2 separate regions of the Mus musculus genome follow, and region 1 is linked to region 2. Evidence: chromatin contacts called from public promoter capture Hi-C data. All regions are on one chromosome and are shown on one strand. The core of a region is the stretch at or near the end of the contact, and the rest is flanking DNA. Distances in the headings are between cores, read along the strand shown.

Region 1 (4,084 bases), core at 192-2,691, 500 kb before region 2:
GGATGGAAAGGCATTTCTGTGGCCAGTTTGTAAGGTATTTACTTTACCATTGCCTTGCCTGAGAGGAAAATGAACTGTAGATAGTGTCAGGAAACAGGAAGCCGGGGGCAGAGTCGCTTGTTAGTTTGACATTTCATGCAAACAGACCTTTGGGGTGCAGCTAGTGGAGTGGGCACATCACCCTTGTGTAAGGCAAAACAAGCCACCCAAGGAAATGTTCTGGTGTGAGGAGTAGTGGAAGCAGCCATGGGGCAGGTCCAGTGTGACCTGTGGAGCGCCAGCTGATGTCCTCTCTGTGCCTTAGGATAGGGACCTGTTATTATGTGGGGCTGGAAGACTTGGAATCAGCCTTGGGAAATGTTTCTAACTCCTGCTCCTTTGTTTGATGTCCTGACAGCCCATGAGAGATTGTGACCCATATTTCGCAGGGAAAGCTGTAAAGATCCGGAGGGGAAAGTGATTTAGCCACTACCAATTCAAAGTTCCCAGATCTAGAAAGCTCAGTTGACAGGGCAGGTGGACATCGGGCCTTAAATCCCTGCATAAAACATCATGCTTTGGGCTGTGAGATGGCTCAGAGGGTAAAGGCATGTTCCAGCAAGCCCCGATGATGTGAGTTTGATTCCTGGGACCCATATAATAAAAGGAGAGAACTGGCTTCCGAGAGATATCCTCTGATCGCCACATGTGTTTCTCTTCTCCCTAATAATTGAATTATAAAAAATTAACACATTTAAAAAGTCATACTTTGCCTCAAAAATACTTTCCCATATTCAGTCAGGATGGTGGGGGATGAGAGGGTCTTTGGGTATTGGGGGGGGATGGGAGGGTCTTTGGGTATTGGGGAACCTCAATCCTGAGGGATCCAGGCTGGTTTCGTTCTCCCTGGGAGTCCAGATCTGGATACTGTCTGCATACCTAGGAGTGGTGGGACCCATGCTCTCTTGCAGAGGATGATGTCATCTGGCAGATTGTGGAATTGCTCAAGAAAGCTGGAGACCAACTGGAAGAAGAGGTGAGGAGGCGCAGGCATCAGAGAGCGCCTGCAGAGCTGCTGCAGCTCCCGGTTCGTGCCCCGCCTCCCCGTCCAGTTAGCCCCACTCCCTAATTCCAGAAGCCACCTCCCGCTCTGGGTCGGCCCTGTCTGGGGTTGCCTTTCGCCTCTCCTCAAGGCCAGGGATCTAACCCAGTTTCTTTCTCCTCCCCACAGCAAGTGCAAATCCCTCAGCCAGAAGCGGTTCCTCCACGAAAGCCAACGCCACTCCCCAGGAAGAAATCCCAGGAGAAGAAGTCCAGCCTGAAGAGAGTCTTATCCCTCAAGAAGCCTGCCTCTGAGGAACCCAAGAGAGTCGGCACAGCCACTACCCTGGGCCCAGAAACCCGGCCCAAGAGGCCCAGCTTCCTACCCCTGTGTGTTAGTAGCCAGCGAGCTTCCACCTCCAGCAGCCTTGGTAAGCAGGCTCTAGCAGTTGCCATAGCAACTGCAGCTGCCTCCTGCTCTGGAATCTTTCTGATGCCCACACTATGCCTTGAGCAGTGTAGGGAGGATGGAGATGGAGAAGAGATCAAAGCTTTTCCCCTCCACATGGTCTCACTTGGGTACAAGTGGGATCCCTCAGAGCCAGAGCCGGAGGGAGAAGGGCTGGTCTCGTTGGCTCTTCGTGGGCGTTAGGGTGGATGGGGGCTAGACTTGTATGACACCGTTGTCAGGAGAGCGTGGATTTGGGGTCATAAGAGGAGAGATTTTCATGCAAGGCGGTTTAGGCCATGGCTCTTCTTCATTCGTGGCACGGAGCCAGGCACCTTCTGCCCCCTAGTGGACCAACCGAAAACAGCGGCTAGGTAAGGAAACCCCATGGAAAGAAAAAGAGAAGCCAAGGAAAGACAGTTCTTTTCATGCAGAGAGCATGGTCGGGGTCCGCAAACAGAGCCCCAGACCCGGCATAGCCTTGCAAGCCTTGCAGAGCCCACGGGTGGCGTACACTGGCACCTGCCCAGGCTCAGGTTGCTGGGCGTGGCTGACACACACACTGACTGTGACTTTCTGCTTCCCAGACTTGGAGGCGCCTGAGTTCCAAGAGGTCCCGTCTGTAGATGGTGGAGGCTCCCATCCCTCTGAGCTCCACACACCAGCTGCCATATTTCAGGGACCCGAGGAGAAGCCACTGCTGGACAGAGCCTCCGAATCCAGTTAGTCCCTTGCCCCTCAGAAACACCCCCCTCCGCCACCCCTACCCCCCCACCTCCAGCAAATAGCCCATCTGTCTAGACTCTGCCATTTGGAAAGGGCAAGTTGAGGCAGAGCGAGGGAGGCCAAGGCCTATTTCAGTCTCTCTGTGGGAGGCCTCGGGCTGTGGAGACAGCACATTTCACCCGTTAGCCTCAGTTTCCCCATTTTGCAAGGCTGGACCTTGAGATTTGCTGGAAGTTCTAATTGAATGACTGCCTGTAAGGTATAGCAGGGTCGGCCTGTCAGCCAACAGGTTGTGTTGCTACCGAGCGTGGTTATTGCCGTTAGGTGGGCGGCTGAGAGCTGCCGTGGTGCCAGGAAGGGGCTGAGAACACAGAAGGGAGGTTTCCATACAGTTATCGGTTTTATTATTATTATTATTTGTTTTTGTTCGAGACAGGATTTCTCTGCATAGTCCTGGCTGTCCTGGAACTCACTCTGTAGACCAGGTTGGCCTCGAACTCAGAAATCTGCCTGCCTCTGCCTCCCAAGTGCTGGGATTAAAGGCTTGCGCCACCACTGCCCGGGTTTTTTTTTTTTTTTAAAGATTTATTTATTTACTTATTTTATGTATGTGAGTATACTGTCACGTTTCTCAGTCACACCAGAAGAGGGCATCAGATCCCATTAGAGATGGTTGTGAGCCACCATGTGGTTGCTGGGAATTGAACTCAAGACCTCTGGAAGAGCAGTCAGTGCTCCTAACCTCTGAGCCATCTCTGCAGCCCCATCAGTTGTTTTTTTTTTTTTTTTAAGATTTACTTATTTATTTTATATCACTACACTGTAGCTGTCTTCAGACATACCAGAAGAGGGCATCAGATCCCATTATAGATGGCTGTGAGGCACCATGTGGTTTCTGGGAATTGAACTCAGGACCTCTGGAAAAGCAGTCGGTACTCTTAACCGCTGAGCCATCTCTCCAGTCCCCACAGTTATCAGTTTATTGTTGACAGAACCAAGCCTGGATCTAAAATACTGTCTAACATCTGGAGACGCTTTAAACCGCTTCGGGGGAGGCAAAGGATGCTGGAGAGATAGCACAGCCCTTAAAGTTTGCACTCCAGAATGCACATGGAAAGAAAAGAGAGACAACAGAAAAGCTGGGGTGTGTGGACCTGGCCCCGACCTCAGAGGCCTTTGTAAGGAACCCTGTCCTTTTCGTAGGAGAATTCAGGCGGAAGATCCTGGTCCTGCTCCAGAGTGCAGAGGACGAGAGGGGAGAGCAGGTGAGGATGCCCTCTGGGATGATCCTGCTCTTCTGGGGACCCTCACCCCTCCTTCCAGGGACCCCCACCTCTCTGCTGCATTCTAAGCTCCGGACTGGCCTTCCCAGACAACACTCCCTAGCACCAAAGGCCTTTGCCCCTCCTGATCCTTCTAGGCCATAGTTCACCTTTGACCTTCTTGAGGCCAGGGAGGCCTGACTCAGTTTCTCTCTTTCTCCCCATAGGAAGCTCAAGCGCAGGAGGCAGAGAAGGCCGGAGAAAACCCGACCCCAGCCGGCAAGGTGAAGTCCCAGGTGAAGAAGTCTAACCTCCGGAGAGCCTTTTCTCTCAGGAAACACAGCTCCAAGGATTCTAAGAAAACAGAGGCTTCAGGGACTCCAGGCTCTGGCAGCCTAGAGGCCCGGCCACCCAAGAAGCACGGCTTCCTGCCCATGTGTGTCAGTGGCCACAGAGCTTCCATCTCCAGCAGCCCAGGTGAGCAGGCCTGGCCTTACCATGGTAACTTCAAGCCTTGCCCTCTGCTTTCTGCTGTGAGAAGAGTGGAGAGGTGAAGATGTCAATTTCAGCAGGACACCTACCAAAAAACTCAGAGTTCCCTTTCTTAAAAACAAAGGCATCACCAGGA
Region 2 (4,253 bases), core at 126-2,625:
TGTTTAATATTTAAGGTTTTATCAAGAAATATATCATTACTTATCAGTACCACTATTAACTGAGCAACAAGATAAAGATGCCATTAATGATACTGGCTGAGGGGCTGGCGAGATGGTTCATCGGGTAAGAGCACTGACTGCTCTTCCAGAGGTCCTGAGTTCAAATCCCAGCAACTACATGGTGGTTCACAACCACCCATAATGAGATCTGATGCCCTCTTCTGGTGCGTCTGAAGTCAGCTACAGTGTACTTACATATAATAATAAATAAATCTAAAAAAAAAAAAAAAATGATACTGGCTGGGTACCAAAAAGGCCCTGCAGACCGGCATGGATGACCAGGCTCGGCCCTCCCAAGAACCTGATGAGGAGAAAACACTGAGCCTTGTGGCCACAGTGATAAGATGTCACTTACAGCTGCCCCAGGGAATTACTGCCTCTCCAGAGCCCTGTCTCCTCAGGACCCAGGAACCAGTGCTTTATCCCCCAGGGCTGACACCCACACTCATTAAGTGAAATTTCGGAGTGCTGTGCCCATTGCTTGCCAGCCCACTTCCAAATTCCTGCTGTCTCCACATCAAGTGAAGGGCTTCTCGATGAGTGTTCAGAGCGGGCAGTCTTCTGCTGGGCCAAGTGATGCTGTGCAAGTGGCTGACTCCTGTCTCTGCCTTGTAGTGTGGAGACCCAAGCCAGAAGCCAGCTTTGTTGGCACACCTTTAAGCACAGGGCTCTGGAGGCAAGTGTATGTATGTGAGTTTGAGGCTAGCCTGGCCTACAGAGCAAATTCCAAACAACTAGGGCAACACAGTGAAGCCCTGCCTCAAAAAAAAAAAAAAAAGGACTTGGAGGGAACCCAAGTTTTCTTTGCTTTTTCTTTCTTTTACCAGCAGTCTTTAAACACAATTATTGGGGTTTTTGTTTGTTGTTTGGGTTTTTTTTTTTTTTTAAGATTTTATTTATATGTAAGTACACTGTAGCTATCTTCAGACACTCCAGAAGAGGGAGTCAGATCTCATTACGGATGGTTGTGAGCCACCATGTGGTTGCTGGGATTTGAACTTCAGACCTTTTGAACTCTGGACCTTCGGAAGAGCAGTCGGGTGCTCTAATCCACTGAGCCATCTCACCAGCCCCTGGGTTTTGTTTTGTTTTGTTTTGTTTTGTTTTTTATAGCACTATAAAGCAGAGACCTGAGGCTACTCTTCATGAGCCTCTGTACTGAGAAATGCTGTCACATCTACTACTGACTTACATTAGGGGGTTGGAACAAGAACACCATGTGGGACAACTGCAGAACTATGGGGCCATAGTCACCTCAAAAGAAACACTGGCAGAGACAGTGTGTATTTGTAACAAAGTTATAAACTAACGTATGACTCATGGGCAGCCAAGCAGATGGCGATAGGAGCCCTGAGCAGGGATCTGGAAATGGAGCTGTCCCTTCCATGTCATTGAGGCCAATCACCTGTGTTGCAGGGAGCCTTTCAGGGGTGATAAGTATATTTCAACATGTTTCAAATCTTCCTAAAATGACCAATCTGGATAAAATCTGGATCACTAGTCACACATACGGAACACATTATTTTTAACATGTAATCTGATAGACAGGATCTTTCAAAACATCAGTCTGTTGGGGGGAAAAAAATTAATGAAAGGTTCAAAATCACTGACCTAAGACTTACCCCAGAATGTCTCTGAACATTTTGTCTCACCAAGCACTTCCTGGAGGCTCCTTCCTCATTCTAGGTGAGGAGCAAGGCACCGCCCACCGCCGCCCCACCCCCCCACCCCCCCAGTCAGGCTGTCTGCTTCAGAGGCTGGAGGACTGCCTTCTGTCTGCTTGTCCCTTCTCCCTTCAAAGTTTAAGGAGCCTTTCTTTTGGCTGTGCTGCTCTGGCCAGCGTCATCTTCCCAGAGTATCTGACGTGATGTGTGCCATGTGCAGAGTGTGGGTGACTGTAGGGATGGGCTGGACTACAGTTCTATGTCCCTTAATATCTGCATGATCTATTCACCTGCCAGGCCAGTTTCAGCTGTGGGCAGAGAGGGACTGAATGTGGTATTTAGACTGATGTTGAAACTTCCTTTCAACCTCTGAACACTCATGCAGAGACACAGAAAGCACTGTCCTCATCCGGTTCTGAAAGTTACTGTCAGGCACTGTAGCACTGTCACTGCACAAAGGAAGGCTAAGGACGCTCTGCTGTGTGCGGGCATCTTGCGCCCCCTAGTGCTCCTTGGGAAGGAAGTGTGGCCGCGGCTGGCTGATTGTGCTTGAGAGCTGGAGTGTTGTAGGAAGAGCTCTACATCGTCATGGCTCCCTCTCCCGAGTGCAGTCAGGTCTGCCATCCCTTGTACAGTCGTACAGGAAGGGTCCTCTGTATTCAAGCTTGTAATTACTGTGCAGAAAAGAACTGTCACCTATATTCCAGGTTTACTCGTGTTGTTACAAGCTGCCATTCCGTGGTGCAGCTGTACCTACAGTAGTCAGCACGCTGTCTCCACCCCACAGTTTGTTGTTTAGGGCATGTGCTATGTACAACATTCAGTGTTTACAACTCTCAGAACTCAGTAGTAAGCAGGACCATATCTAGAGTCTGGTTACTCTGAAACAGCGCCTCACAGGGGTCACATATCAGATATCAGGTGTCTACGTTCTGATTCATAACAGTAGCAAAATTACAGTTATGAAGTAGCAACAGAAAACGTTTCATGGTTGGGAGTTTTATGGTTATGAGAAAGGGGGTCATAGCGTTAGGAAGGCTGAGAAGCACTGCCTGGGAGCTGAGGCAGGAAGACTGAGTTTGGCACTAGACTTGTCAATTTAGCAAGGCCTTTTCTGTGTGAAATAAAAACATCAGCCTAGAAATAGAGCAGGGATGGTGCTTGCTTAGTATGCATGAGGCCTTGGTACGGCGGAGGAGGCTGCTAGACCAGACAAGAGCAGGACAGTCTCTCACACGGTAAGCTTGCTCTTTAGGGTTATGTACACTGTGTGCTATCAATGGCCGTGGTCAGCACAGGGCATTCTGGCCCACCCACTCTTAACAATCACATGGTGCCGGGGTAGAGCCCCGGCACTGCAGCTCTGCCGTGCTGCCTCTGCTTTCACTGCTACTGAGAGCCGAGCGTTTGCACAATCTGCTTTAGACAGGCCTGCTGTGTGGGGACTGCCAGTTACCATATTGCAGTATTTACTATCAGTGCTGAATGCCAAGAGAAAAGAGGAAAGTCACCTCCTCTTCCATAAGCCAAATGGCTCACCATCCTTTTGAAAGACTGAGGAATGTTGGTTCCAAACAGTGTAACCTCCTGCTGCCAGGCTGAAAGAACACTGAAGCAGCCATGCGGTGGCATTACCCTGGTCCAGGCCACCTCACAGGCCAGCAGAGCTTCCGCAGAACTAGGGAGGGACAGGAGATAGAGTGGGGCTGACATGCAGAACTATTCCGTGTGAGCACTCGGCTAGGGCAGGCCACGCTCACACTTCACTGCATCCTTTCCAGATGGATACAAGTTGTTGGGGGCTTTTTTCTCCTAGGGAGGCAAGTACACGCAGGCCGTGATTCAGTACAGGAAGATAGTGTCCTGGCTGGAGATGGAATACGGCCTGTCAGAGAAGGAGTCCAAAGCCTCAGAGTCGTTCCTCCTCGCAGCCTTCCTGAACCTGGCCATGTGCTACCTGAAGCTCCGAGAGTACAACAAAGCCGTGGAGTGCTGCGACAAGGTGGGTGAGCCGTACTTCACTCTCCGTTTATCTGTGTGGCACCTCTGCCCCCTTCAGGCTGTTCCTCTATGGTCAGCATGAGCTGGGACGCCATAAAGGATGGGGCTTTTTGTGCACTACTTTTATCCTGCATTTTACATAAAGCCATTAACAGAATTGATAAGAGTCTTCATCTGTGGTCTTCCTTACCCTGGTCCTTTGTGGGAGAGGAGACAAAGAGCCTTGAGGTTCCCTCTTTATTGTTTTGTTTGCAAGGCTGGGGATTGAACCCAGGGCACTGTGCATGCTAGGCAAACACTTTACCACTGAGCCATACAGCCTACCCCCAGTGACACACTTCCTCCAACAAGCCACACTTCCTAATTTCTAATCCTTCTAATCCTTTGAAACAATTCCATTCCCTGGTGATGATGTATTCAAATATATAAGCCTGGGGGGGGGGGGAGACATTCTTATTCAGAGCATTTACCACCATGGTTAATGCCTATGGTCTCAGCATTTGAGAGGCAAAACAGAAGAATTGAGAG

The links. Promoter capture Hi-C pulls out the DNA fragments that hold promoters and counts their contacts.
Region 1: a promoter capture Hi-C map of liver shows a contact between it and region 2, with 2.2 times the contacts expected there. The contact joins the promoter of 1700030A11Rik here to the enhancer-like site in region 2. A contact is called at or near these places in 2 of 39 promoter capture datasets (liver and neutrophils) and 1 of 484 Hi-C or Micro-C datasets (bone marrow-derived macrophages).

What each region holds. Positions count from the first base shown.
Region 1 is chr17:28,902,622-28,906,705 of GRCm38.p6, reverse strand. It overlaps 1700030A11Rik (RIKEN cDNA 1700030A11 gene), which reads right to left and starts at 1,441. Exons shown (of 3, transcript NR_045457.1): 1 at 1,407-1,441; 2 at 919-1,003; 3 at 1-702. It overlaps Bnip5 (BCL2 interacting protein 5), which reads left to right. Exons shown (of 12, transcript NM_172450.3): 4 at 951-1,015; 5 at 1,211-1,451; 6 at 2,056-2,190; 7 at 3,398-3,459; 8 at 3,684-3,933.
Region 2 is chr17:28,405,558-28,409,810 of GRCm38.p6, reverse strand. Fkbp5 (FK506 binding protein 5) reads left to right here. Exons shown (of 11, transcript NM_010220.4): 9 at 3,541-3,726. Among named protein-coding and RNA genes, the nearest start is that of Gm22146, 39 kb to the left of the region's middle. Within about 2 kb of position 1,375, at least 110 of the 459 cell types and tissues checked have an H3K27ac peak or open chromatin away from gene starts, as enhancers often do. A contact at or near this core is called in bone marrow-derived macrophages, liver and neutrophils, where this site is marked.